Regions from separate parts of the Mus musculus genome. Here regions 2 and 3 are each linked to region 1. Evidence: chromatin contacts called from public promoter capture Hi-C data. All regions are on one chromosome and are shown on one strand. The core of a region is the stretch at or near the end of the contact, and the rest is flanking DNA. Distances in the headings are between cores, read along the strand shown.

Region 1 (3,666 bases), core at 1,104-3,603:
CGGCAGTGGCTCAGGCTTTGGGCTGTCTATGCTCTGGCTGCTCCTTTTCACTCCCTGCTCCTTTGTCTGCTGGTACCGCCCGATGTATAAGGCTTTCCGGTAAGTGAAAGGGGTGATGGAAGGGCTGCAATGAGATACAATGAGAGGTGATGGGAGGAAGGGCTGCAGTGAGAGGTGATGGGAGGAAGGGCTGCAGTGAGATGCAGTGAGGTGATGAGAGAAGGGCTACAGTGAGATGCAGTGAGAGGTGATGGGAGGAAGGGCTGCAGTGAGATGCAGTGAGGTGATGAGAGAAGGGCTACAGTGAGATGCAGTGAGAGGTGATGGGAGCTGCTCTGAACCTCATTTTCTAATTCTCCCACACTTGCTTTTTTTCTCTTTGCAGGAGTGATAGTTCATTCAATTTCTTCGTTTTTTTCTTCATTTTCTTCGTCCAGGATGTGTTCTTTGTCCTCCAGGCCATTGGCATCCCAGGGTGGGGCTTCAGGTGTGTGAGCTACCATTCGTCCTCAGCCCTTCCTCACACATTGGGCAACTCAGTTTAATGGGGTTGTCCAACTAAGGGTCATGTGGGTCTTTTCCTTGGGAAAGACTAATGTAACTGAAGTCAGGGCACTCTATGGCTAGAGCCAAGACAGCAGTAGACAGGCAGAGGCTGAAAATTAATTTTCCTGGAGAGGCCATGTCACAATGGACGAAAGATCAAGGGAGTGCCCAGAAGTGAGAAGGATCTCTTTCTCTCTCTCTCTTTTTTTTTCTTGGTTTTTTTGAGACAGGGTTTCTCTGTGTAGCCCTGGCTGTCCTGTCCTGGAACTTACTTTGTAGACCTGGCTGACCTCGAACTCAGAAATCTGCCTGCCTCTGCCTCCCGAGTGCTAGGATTAAAGCCGTGGGCCACCATGCCTGGCTCGAATCTGTTTTTCATGAGGATGCCAGGAGAGCTAGGAGCGGATGCTTCAGAAATGACTGAAAAGTATGAAGAGAATAGATGTAGTGGGATTGGTTCATGGGATGCCGCCATATTGGCCGAGGCCCTGACCGTTGATGGGCCTGGAGCATGTTCTTAGACCTAGGGGACTCCGGGTGAGCAGAGCCCCGGCAGAGTGGTCGGTCCTCACCCGTGCATCTTCCCACAGCGGCTGGGTGACTGCTCTGGTGGTGGTGGGATCCAAACCTGCCGTGGCGGTGCTCATGCTGCTCGTCGCCCTGCTCTTCACCGGCATCGCAGTGCTGGGAATCGTGATGCTGAAGCGGGTGAGGGCCGGTCGGGAGAAGGTGGGGCTGGGGAGTGAGATCATTGGGTCCCTAGGGGCTGCTGAGTGGAACATTAAGGAAATGGGGCAGGGCGGGTGGGTTATCAACTAATGGACTTTCTTGGGTGGGTGAGTTTGTGTGTTTGGAGGGAGTGCCAACGCAGAAGGAACGGTACAAAGCAGGAGACTAGTGAGTGGTGCCATCCTCCTGGGATGGGAGGGGCCTGCCTCCCTTATAATCTCTTCCCTCTTGCAGATCCACTCCCTGTACCGCCAAACGGGTGCCAGCTTTCAGAAGGCCCAGCAAGAATTTGCTGCTGGTGTCTTCTCCAACCCTGCGGTTCGAACTGCTGCTGCCAATGCAGCTGCCGGAGCTGCTGAAAATGCCTTCAGGGCCCCTTGACCCCTGCTGCACCCGCTGGGATGCCCTGGGCCTGTCACCTGTGGGAACCAAGATAGTCCCTATCCCTGAAGTCTCTGGGATTCAGGGAGCCATCACCACTTGGTGACTTCTATGGGGCTCTTCATTCCACAGCCATGACTTTAATCCTGACTTGAGGTGTGGAGAGCCCGCTGTGACTCAGTCATTATTTGCCTTTTATCTCCCATCTGGCCACACTGCTGCCGCCACCTCTCACACAACCCCAACCCCAGTTTCCTTCTGCTGTGCCAAGGATGTCTTCTTCCGTTATTTAAATTAAAGAAAAAAAAGTGTAACTGGAACTCACCCATTTCCTGTATCTTTACTGGAGATTGGGCCATTGTATGGAGTGGGGAACTGGGGTGGAAACACTCTGCAAGGAGAGGGTTGCACTTGGCAAAGTGGGCAGGCTGATAGGCGGGAGATGGGGGAGCCCCAGCTCGGTTTACCATGCCTCTGTTAATGATGAATGAGCAGTCAGTCCCTTTTGGTGTGAACACCTCATCCCGGGAACCTGTGGGGCAGAAAATGGACCCAGAAATGATCCTTAACTGCTCAGGCTTCAGGGCGAGGCTAGGGATGGAGGAGGGCCTCTCCCTATCTCCTCCCTTCCCCAGGGTTGCTTTCAGACTACAGCTCCCGGGATGCATTGCACCACCCACCACACCCCTCCTCCGCACCACGCACCATCCACCATCCCCCACCTCCACAGGCTGACCTGCTGCAGCTGGAGGAGCTAAGGAAGCCGAGCATGGTGGGGAGGGGAGCGGGTCTGCGACTCTGGAGACAGTTTCCACGGCCTCTCCCCACCAGGCGGCCCTGAATGGCCAAACGCACCTCTAGTTCCTGCATGCAGACCTTCCCCCTCTCTGTAGACTTGTTTGCATCCCTCTCGCTTTTGCCCTCCCCACCCTTGCCTGGGTTCCGGAACGCTACTCTTCAGTCTGGGATCAGCCCTTCTCGGCACCCCTCTTCATTAAGGAAATGCAATGAACCGGTGCCCTCGCGTCCTCATCGCCTCCCCGGGCACGGTACCCGTTTGGTGGTGGGGAGGGAGCCCCTCACTGTCCCTTCGTGACGCCCCTCCTTTGGGCCTCCTTCCAGCTGGCGTCCCTGGGCGATGCCCCAGAGGACCTAGCCAGGAGGTGGGCTTTACAGCGAGGGCTGTGGAAAGGATAAAGAACCAGGGCTTGGGTGCTTCTGAGATGCTCACAAGTATCAAGGGGGACCGAGCGAGGTGCGAGCAACTGGGCGGCAGGCATGATGCCCTCGCCCAGTGACTCCAGTCGCTCGCTGACCAGCCGGCCCAGTACCCGGGGCCTTACCCACCTCCGCCTCCACCGACCCTGGCTCCAGGCCCTGCTCACGTTGGGGCTGGCCCAGGTGCTCTTGGGCATCCTGGTGATAACCTTCAGCATGGTGGCCTCCTCTGTCACCACCACCGAGAGCATCAAGAGGTCCTGCCCATCTTGGGCTGGGTTCTCGGTGAGTGGGGTCCAAAGAGTATATAGTACTGGGGTGGGGGAAGCTTCTTAGGCCCCATCCCTCCTCACCTGCAAGCCCACATGGTTGTCTTTCCTTCTTCTCCCAGTCCTCTCCCTCCTTGCAGGGCTGGGTGCATCCTGTGGCAAGGGGCTCACTTAGGTGCTTCCCCTGCCAAGCTGAGCCTGTGCCCACTCTGTCCCTAGCTGGCGTTCTCCGGGTTGGTTGGCATTGTGTCCTGGAAGCGGCCATTCACTCTAGTGGTAGGTGCCAAGGCCCGATGCCCACTAGGAAGCAGGTGCCCAGCAGCGAAGGGGATTTACCCCCCCCCCCCCCGTTATGCCTCCCAGGAGCTTTCCAGTTGGTATAAGGCTAGCAGAAGCTGTCTGAGAAGAGGGTGGCTCATTCTGTGGAAGAGGGATGCTGCTGAAGGTCCCAGCCCTGAGATGCCACCTTCTTTCCCTCAGATCTCTTTCTTCTCCTTGCTTTCGGTGCTCTGTGTCATGCTTA
Region 2 (3,683 bases), core at 437-2,936, 210 kb after region 1:
CATTCCCGTTCTCAGCTGCAGCTAGGGGTCTCTAAGGCATTCGGGAGGGGGTCAATTCAAGAACGCCCTCCACCTGGCCCGGAAGCCAGGACAGCTTGCCGGTCTCCCCTTCTCCCCAGCACCCACTTCCGGTGTCCCAAACTAGGTCAGCAGTGCTCGTTTCCTGTGGGTCAGCTAGCACCGGCGCCTCTGCCCCTCCCCTGCTCCGGACCCAGGCTCCCCGCCTTACCCCCCGCCCCCCCAGGGCGCCCCGAGGTCTCACCACGTCTCAGCCGCCCTTTGATACATGGGGGTTGTGCGGGGCGGGGGGCAGGGGACCCGCCCTCTCTCCAAACACTAGCAGGGCCGGGGCGCCTGGGCAGGCACGTGTCCGGGCACAACCCGCTGCCCACGCTGCCCCCCCACTCCCGCCCCCCCCGCTCTGGCCAGGACACGTCGCTCTCTTACTTGGGTGGGGTGGGAGGAGGGGAGAGAAAGCTGGAAATGGAAAGCAGCGCCCCCCACCCCTCTGAATGGCCAACCTCGGCCAGCGGTGCGCACTAGGTTTCTACCACACAGCGACCCCCACTCTGCTCAGGGCAGGTGCGCCGGCGCCGGCGGCAAGACCGCTGGTAGGTCGAGTTCTTATCACCCACCCTCGCACTGGAGTTGTGAGAGCAAAAGCTGACTTTGAAAAGGTGGCGGTGGGCCTGAGGCTTGAGAGACCGGAATGTGATTGCGGAGCGGGAGGGGCAGAGGGGTCGTCCTGCTGAGCCGCACTACCGCTGGAGAGACGACGCGGCTCTGGAAGCGCAAGAAACCGAATAGTCCAGCCGGTAACTTTCCCCCAAGCCGCGGTTCCTCCCGCTGCCCCCCACCCCCCGTGCCACTGGCCTGGGTCCAGCCCACCGTGCCAGGGGGGCGCGGAGCTGGGTGGGTGGGTGGGGACACGCGTTGTCCTAGTTATAGTCCGTCAGGGTTTCCATTCCCTCCATTCGGTCGGGTCTGGGGTCTCCCCCTAAAGTCACAAAAGCGACTGGGGGTAGGGGTAAGTTCAGTGCAGCTCACCCCCTCTCCATCCCGTAGCTCACAGTCTGTATGATATTAGAAGTGCAAAGAAAGTTTCTGGAGACCCTCCGCTCAGAGTTGGGGGGAGGCCAATAGTCCATAGTTCTCTACCTTTCCTCCAAGTTAAAACCAATTCCAAAGACCCAGGAAAGCTACAGGGAATGCGACTGGTTGAAATCTGGTGTGTGTGTGTGTACGTGTGTGTACAGGGGTCTCACAGGACGCACGAAGGACACTGCAGTAGGCTCGAGTTTAGTGTATCCCGAGCCAAGGGACAAAAAGTGGGGTTCACTTACCTTTCAGCCGTTGGGTCCGTTCGCTGGAGCTGCAGAGGCACAGGGTGTAGGAAGAAGCGCGTCCCCCGCCAGGCTGGGGGGCTTGGGGCTCTGCTCCGGTCCTGGTCAGAAGGCCGCGGTCAGTGGCTCGCTGCTCGTTGCTGGGGGGCTCCTCCTCCGCCACCCTTTGCCTCCTCCTGTTGCCCGCCCCCCCCTTGGCCGCGGAGAGCCGTACATTCACCTGGCTTCCACTCGCCCCCCCCCCCAAGGCCCGCCTCACCTGTCCTGCTGTCTCACCTGTCCTCTCTCTTGCTTTCCCCCCATCCCTCCCCTCCCTCCCCCCGCCCCTGCCACCCCCAAACTCCCCCCCCACCCTTAGCAACACCCTCTGTCACTTCCTGGTTTTTCATCCGCCCCCCCCAGGCACCCCCTCCCTCCGCCCAATAAGGACATAAACTTCCACCTCTTCCAACAGCTAGTTCCAGCAGGGAGCATATGGGTCCCTCCCTCCTTTTCGTCCCTTTTCTCCGAGATTTTGCTTCGCTCCCTGAGCCTTTCCCACCCTTTTCCTTTCCCTTCTTTCCTTCAAACTCCCTTCACCTGCCGCGATCCCTCTCCCTCTCTGCTTTCTACCACTATCTCCTCCGGTCCACCTTAACTGGAGCTCCGCCTCCGACCCCCGTCCAGCCCTCTGCTGCTGCCCAGCTCCACCCCTTGCACGCCACCGCCCTGCCCATCCATTGGCCTGAACACCCGCCTATCCCATGTGGGACGCGCCTAGGGTTCATCCAGGGAGGGGGTGGAGCCTGGGCTGGCCAGAAACCAGAAGGGGAGGGAGGCCGAAGACAGTGTCCGCAGTGGCCAGGGAATGGAGCAGCCCCCTCAGGGACTTCCTCTCTTTCAAGAGGGGCTTCTGTAGGGTCACCACCTGGGGAGGGAATGGTATGAGAGGTTACGGATACGCTGCTGGGGATGAAGACCTAAAATTTAGAAAGAGTGGGGTCCTGCCGAGGGGCTTTAACCAGGTCAGAGCCCCAGGAAGAGAGAGAACCTCTAGACATTGAGCTTCAGCCTCTTGGCCCATCCCCCTCCGAGGGAGCGGGGGAGTCGAGTCTGTGGGCACTCTGTGTCCCTCCCCACGCGTGACGGCGCCCCGCGGGGAGGGAACAGTGCCCGGGGCAAGGAGCCTTTGCGCTCTAGCCAGTGCCCGTTGCTGCCTTGGCATTTTCAAAGGGGAGGGACTGAGTCTGGGAAGGGGAAGGGGGAGGTGCGCTCCCTCTGGGGCCCCGACGCTTTGCCTTCAACCAGCCGGTACTTTTAGTGGAGAAACTGAGACCCTACAGTGGAGGGATCTTGGCGCAGATTCACTCAGACCCCGAGGTGACGATAGAGACCTGGGTGGTTTAGGATGTTTGCTTAAGTGGGTTTGGGAAAAACCGGTATTCGTATTTAAGTGCCCGACCCAAAGAATGGTAGTCTCTGAGGGACGCTTACAACTGGGCTGGCGATGCTATAGACCCCAAAAGGGCCCCTCCTACTCGTTTCAAACGGAGTCAAATCCCGCTCTCTAGGACCAGGTTCGGCTTCGCAGCAGCAGGCCAGGCGGAACCGGGTCGGACTTGTTCTCTTTCCCAGCTCCCTCCGCAGGGGGCCTCCTTCCCTTTCCAGCAGGTGGCTCCGCAGGACACCAGCTCAACCTGTTGGACCACAATGGGCGGTGCCAGGGGGGCCCTGGCCCTCACCCGGGCTGACCCGGGATCCCCAAGCAGGGGGAGGGGTGGAGTCGGCCCTTCCCTCCCTCTTTCTCCCCCCCCCCCCCCCCCCATGACTCAGCCTCGAGGCCGCTGCTCTGCCCCTCAGCCAGGGGCGGAAAGTGTGAGGCGCCCCGGAGGGCTCAAGCCAAACTAAACAGCCCCTCACCCCAGACATTATCTCACTGGAGAATTAGGGGGGCAATAGGGACCAGTGGCTAGCATGAGGAACTCTGGCTCAAGCAATCCGTTCCGGGTTTTCCTATCTGTTTCTGTCCCGCTTTCCCCCGCCCCCAACACCAGCACGCCCTAGGTCAAGTCTGATCTTTGCTCCAGGTTTTCCTAGCGGCCCCGCAGGACTGTCGGAAGGATTCCGAGCAAGATGTGTCTGGACTAGGGTTTTTCCCTTCCTTCTACTGTCAGGGTCCTGCTGACCAGGGAGTAAGCCGTGCTAGGCAACAGTACTAGACACCTAAGTAAAGTGGAGGGAAAACTGCTTTCACGAGAAGGGTACAAGATCTAGGAAAAAGATTTGGGAGAGGGTAGGAAAGTGGCCCAGGGCTCCAGAAGAGTGAGGGTCTTGTCACTAGCTCTAAGGGACTTAGACGCG
Region 3 (3,384 bases), core at 869-3,368, 250 kb after region 1:
AGGCTAGGTTTATTTTTGGTTTTGTAGCACTCCCTGCCAGAGATGGGATCGAGGCCTGATCAGGAGCCTCTCTCAGCTGCTCTTCTTTCCAGCTAACCCAAAAGTCCATTCCTCAAATGGGTGGGGAAGGCAGGCTTGGGTGTGGCCCTCCTGAGAGTCGGAGGTGCCCAGCTTGACCGCGAAGGCTGCCCTCTGGGATGTCCCGTCTCAGCCCTCACGCTCCCTGCATGGGGAGAGAGAAGACTCAAGAGTTGGCAGCCTTGGAAGCTGAGGAGGGCGAGGGTGGACCTGCTTCTTACTCTGCCCCCCAATTCCTAAACTACACGAGGCAGCCCCTCTACTTAGCTTTGTGTTGTGCTATGGTTTTGTTCGCCCATGTTACCTGCCGCTACTTTTGTGTTGTCTCCATGGTTTGTAAAATGCTCCCGGGGAGGGCCCATCCCCTTGTTCTTCTCTGCTACCTTTTGGAAGAAAGTGGGTTGGCAGGGATGTGGTTACAGGATCTTTTTGTACGGTTGGATTAATAAAATGACTTGAAAATCCAAACAAGGACTCCTTTGTTCATCCGCAGAACCGTTAGGCTGAGCCCCTGCTAGCGGGGATGCCTAGAGCCTGAGGCTGTCCCTGCTCAAGCTACTGAGCTGAGCAGGTTCCCAGCCTCCCTGTTCCACTTTGTAGATCCTCAATGTGGGAACCTCCGCTTTTGGAGCAATTCTTGGGCTAGTCGGAAGCCAGATGGGGTTGGAGCCAAGGCCTCTGGCATCAGGGCCTGAGCTCTGGATTTAAACCTTCCAGTTCCCTTGCGTCCAGAGTTTTTATTTCAGACATTTATTTGGGGTGCCCAAGGAGGTGACAGGTGAAGATACTTTGGGCTGACCTGAGGATCTGAGTTCAATCTCTGAAACCCATGGGTGGAAGGAGAGAACTGACATGGCAGCTTGCCCTCTGCCCTGTGTCCCACGGCTGGTATGTATCCTCACACACAAGTAAGGTGGGGTTTTTGTTTGTTTGTTTGGTTGGTTGGTTTTAAATATGAGTTTTCAGGCTGGATGGCTCACCAGTTAAGAACTCCTGTTTTTTTCCAGAGGACTCAGGTTCAAGTCCCAGCACCCACGTGGCAGCTCACAACCATCTGTAACTCTAGAATGCTACAGCCATGCTGGCAAAACACCCATCCACATAAAAATTTGAAATTTCTTAAATGCTTCCCCTTCCATTTTACAGATGACAGACAGCGCTCCACTGCTGGGTCACATCCAGCCCTGACTTTAATTTGTGGATGCTTTTCTGCCTCGGTTCTTCCATTGTTTTTGTTTGAGTTTTTTTTTTTTTTTTTTTTTTTGCTTTTGTTTTAGTTTGGTTTTGGTTTGGGATTTGTTTAGTAGCCCAGGCTGGACTTCAACATCCACTTCTTCAGTCTTTCCAGTGGTGGGATTATAGCACCTCCCTCCATTAATTTTTTAAAAATTTATTATCTTGTGTCTGTATGATCTCTTGAGGTGCAAACATGTGCACACGTGGAGGTTTTACCCAGCTAAGACATCCCACAGGGTGTGCGTGTGCATGTGTAGCAGGATCTCACTATGTAGCCCTCACTGGCCTGGAACTCACTATATATAGATTTGGCTGATATCAAACTCAAGAGATCCACCTGCACACCTGCCTCTGTCTCCCAGGAGCTGGCACCACCATGCTTGGCCGTCTTCCATATCCAAAGTAGTGGCATCCTTAGTCTGCATTGGGGCGGATAAGAGTGGTGAGAGGGCTATTTCTAAACCCACAACTTGCACTGGACCCCATCCCCCATCCTACAGCTGTCTCTGTCTATCCTGGGACCAACATGGCACCTGGTCCTTGCCCCCTCATCAGACAGCACCTTTCAGTTTTAGGTCTTCCTACTAGACACTAGACACTGAGAAAAGAGGGGAGGTCTCCCAAATTTACTTTGCTGGAGACCAAATTGCCCACCAAAAAAGATAAACCAAGGGAGAGAGGTACTGCGTAGACCTTCTCTCCCCTGCCTGGGCGTTCAAGTCCAGCTTTTCATTGGTCAAAAGTTCCCCCTCACCCCCCCCCCCCGCGGGGAAGTCGACTTTTCACTGGTCAAACACTAGCCACGTGACTCCCCTCTTGTCTTCCTGGGCTGGGAGGTTGCAACAAGTTAAGCTGAAGACTGAAGCGAGGAGCTGGGTCAGGTAAAGGAGTCCTTGCCGGGAAGGGGCGTTACAGACTCCCACTTTATCCCCAGATAACAAAAGAGGGCAAAGCTGTATAAAAGGAGTGGGCAGCCCCGGCGTCCACATACTGCCCAACACAGGACCGAAGGGCGGGGAAGGAGGGAGACAGATGATTCCGAAGCAGGAACTCAGGCAAGTTTTTGTGGTCCCAGGTCCTTCCCTTTAAAGGTCAGACAGAGAAGGAAGTTAGAGACAATCAAGGGCATATCAAACCAGACTTCCCAGTTTTGTGCAGACTGGGAACACTCTCTTTTTTAGAAACAGCAGAAGTTTTTGTGAAATCCTGCCTGAGTGAAAAGGGGAGAGAGAGTAGTGGGTGGGTTTTCTTCTTAGAGGTCAAAGACTGCCCTAAAATCACAGCTGGGAAGGGTGGCAGCTAAGTGGGCTCTGGATTGCTTAGACAGGCTTCCTAATAAGGTATTAATGTGCCGATGTGCCGGCCTGGGAAAGCGGGGATGCTTTTTGGTATCAAGGGTTGGGACCCCGAGTGCAGGGGTTCTAGGAAGACTTCTGCTTCAGTTTTAGGTTTGTCTTGTTGACCTAAATACCATACCATTGCCGATTTCCATGGAGACGATGGGTCTGACATCACCCTGGTTGCCATGGTGCTGAGTTCTGGAGGACCTGAGCAGGCTGTAAACAGCCAGGGATAAACAGGGACCTCTGCTCTAGCTGCTGTGGCCACTTCCTTCCTGCTGCCACCTGTTAACAGTCACACACAGCAACTGGGGATGGCAGGACAGTGGAGGGACTGAGAGCCAAAAGCTGAAGGAAGATGGCTGTGTGGGTGTCACTAGAAGAAGGGGGTGGGGAGTTCGGGGTTTTTTGGGGACTTGGTATAGGGAAGTCATTGCAATTGTTTTGTCCCTGTGTGGGATGGGTATCAGTGTCTAGGAGACATGAGCATTGTGGAAGACACCACTAGATGTCCTTTACCTATCTTGGGCCTGAATCTTGCCCAACAGGAGCCACAGGATTTTTTTTTTTTTTAATGATTTATTTATTTAATGTAAGTACACTGTAGCTGTCTTCAGACACACCAGAAGAGGGAGTCAGATCTCGTTAGGGATGGTTGTGAGCCACCATGTGGTTGGTGGGATTTGAACTCAGGACCTTCGGAAGAGTAGTCTGGTGCTCTTACCTGCTG

What was found. Capture Hi-C pulls out chosen DNA fragments and counts their contacts.
Region 2: a contact with region 1 is called in a promoter capture Hi-C map of adipose tissue. The contact joins the promoter of Zbtb7b here to the promoter of Fam189b in region 1. A contact is called at or near these places in 1 of 39 promoter capture datasets (erythroid cells), 2 of 484 Hi-C or Micro-C datasets (the HL-1 cell line and embryonic stem cells), 1 of 115 datasets of contacts at active chromatin or transcription factors (embryonic stem cells) and 3 of 9 other capture datasets (adipose tissue, liver and pancreatic islet).
Region 3: a contact with region 1 is called in a promoter capture Hi-C map of adipose tissue. The contact joins the promoter of Pbxip1 here to the promoter of Fam189b in region 1. A contact is called at or near these places in 2 of 39 promoter capture datasets (erythroid cells and liver), 3 of 115 datasets of contacts at active chromatin or transcription factors (bone marrow-derived macrophages, effector CD8 T cells and pancreatic cancer cells) and 3 of 9 other capture datasets (adipose tissue, embryonic stem cells and liver).

Annotation. Positions count from the first base shown.
Region 1 is chr3:89,180,790-89,184,455 of GRCm38.p6, forward strand. Fam189b (family with sequence similarity 189, member B) reads left to right here and starts at 2,354. Exons shown (of 12, transcript NM_001014995.2): 1 at 2,354-3,159; 2 at 3,363-3,419; 3 at 3,624-3,666. The coding sequence starts at 2,935. It overlaps Gm45927 (predicted gene, 45927), which reads left to right. Exons shown (of 19, transcript NM_001310017.1): 16 at 1-99; 17 at 386-487; 18 at 1,137-1,254; 19 at 1,510-1,981. The coding sequence ends at 1,656. Scamp3 (secretory carrier membrane protein 3) reads left to right here. Exons shown (of 9, transcript NM_011886.3): 6 at 1-99; 7 at 386-487; 8 at 1,137-1,254; 9 at 1,510-1,981. The coding sequence ends at 1,656. Gm16069 (a long non-coding RNA gene) reads right to left here and starts at 3,638. Exons shown (of 3, transcript XR_003954659.1): 1 at 3,228-3,638; 2 at 1,119-2,188; 3 at 61-124.
Region 2 is chr3:89,391,692-89,395,374 of GRCm38.p6, forward strand. Zbtb7b (zinc finger and BTB domain containing 7B) reads right to left here and starts at 1,687. Exons shown (of 3, transcript NM_009565.5): 1 at 1,344-1,687. Gm15417 (predicted gene 15417) reads left to right here and starts at 173. Exons shown (of 2, transcript NR_040403.1): 1 at 173-815.
Region 3 is chr3:89,434,586-89,437,969 of GRCm38.p6, forward strand. It overlaps Pbxip1 (pre B cell leukemia transcription factor interacting protein 1), which reads left to right and starts at 2,119. Exons shown (of 11, transcript NM_146131.2): 1 at 2,119-2,195. It overlaps Pygo2 (pygopus 2), which reads left to right. Exons shown (of 3, transcript NM_001293768.1): 3 at 1-546.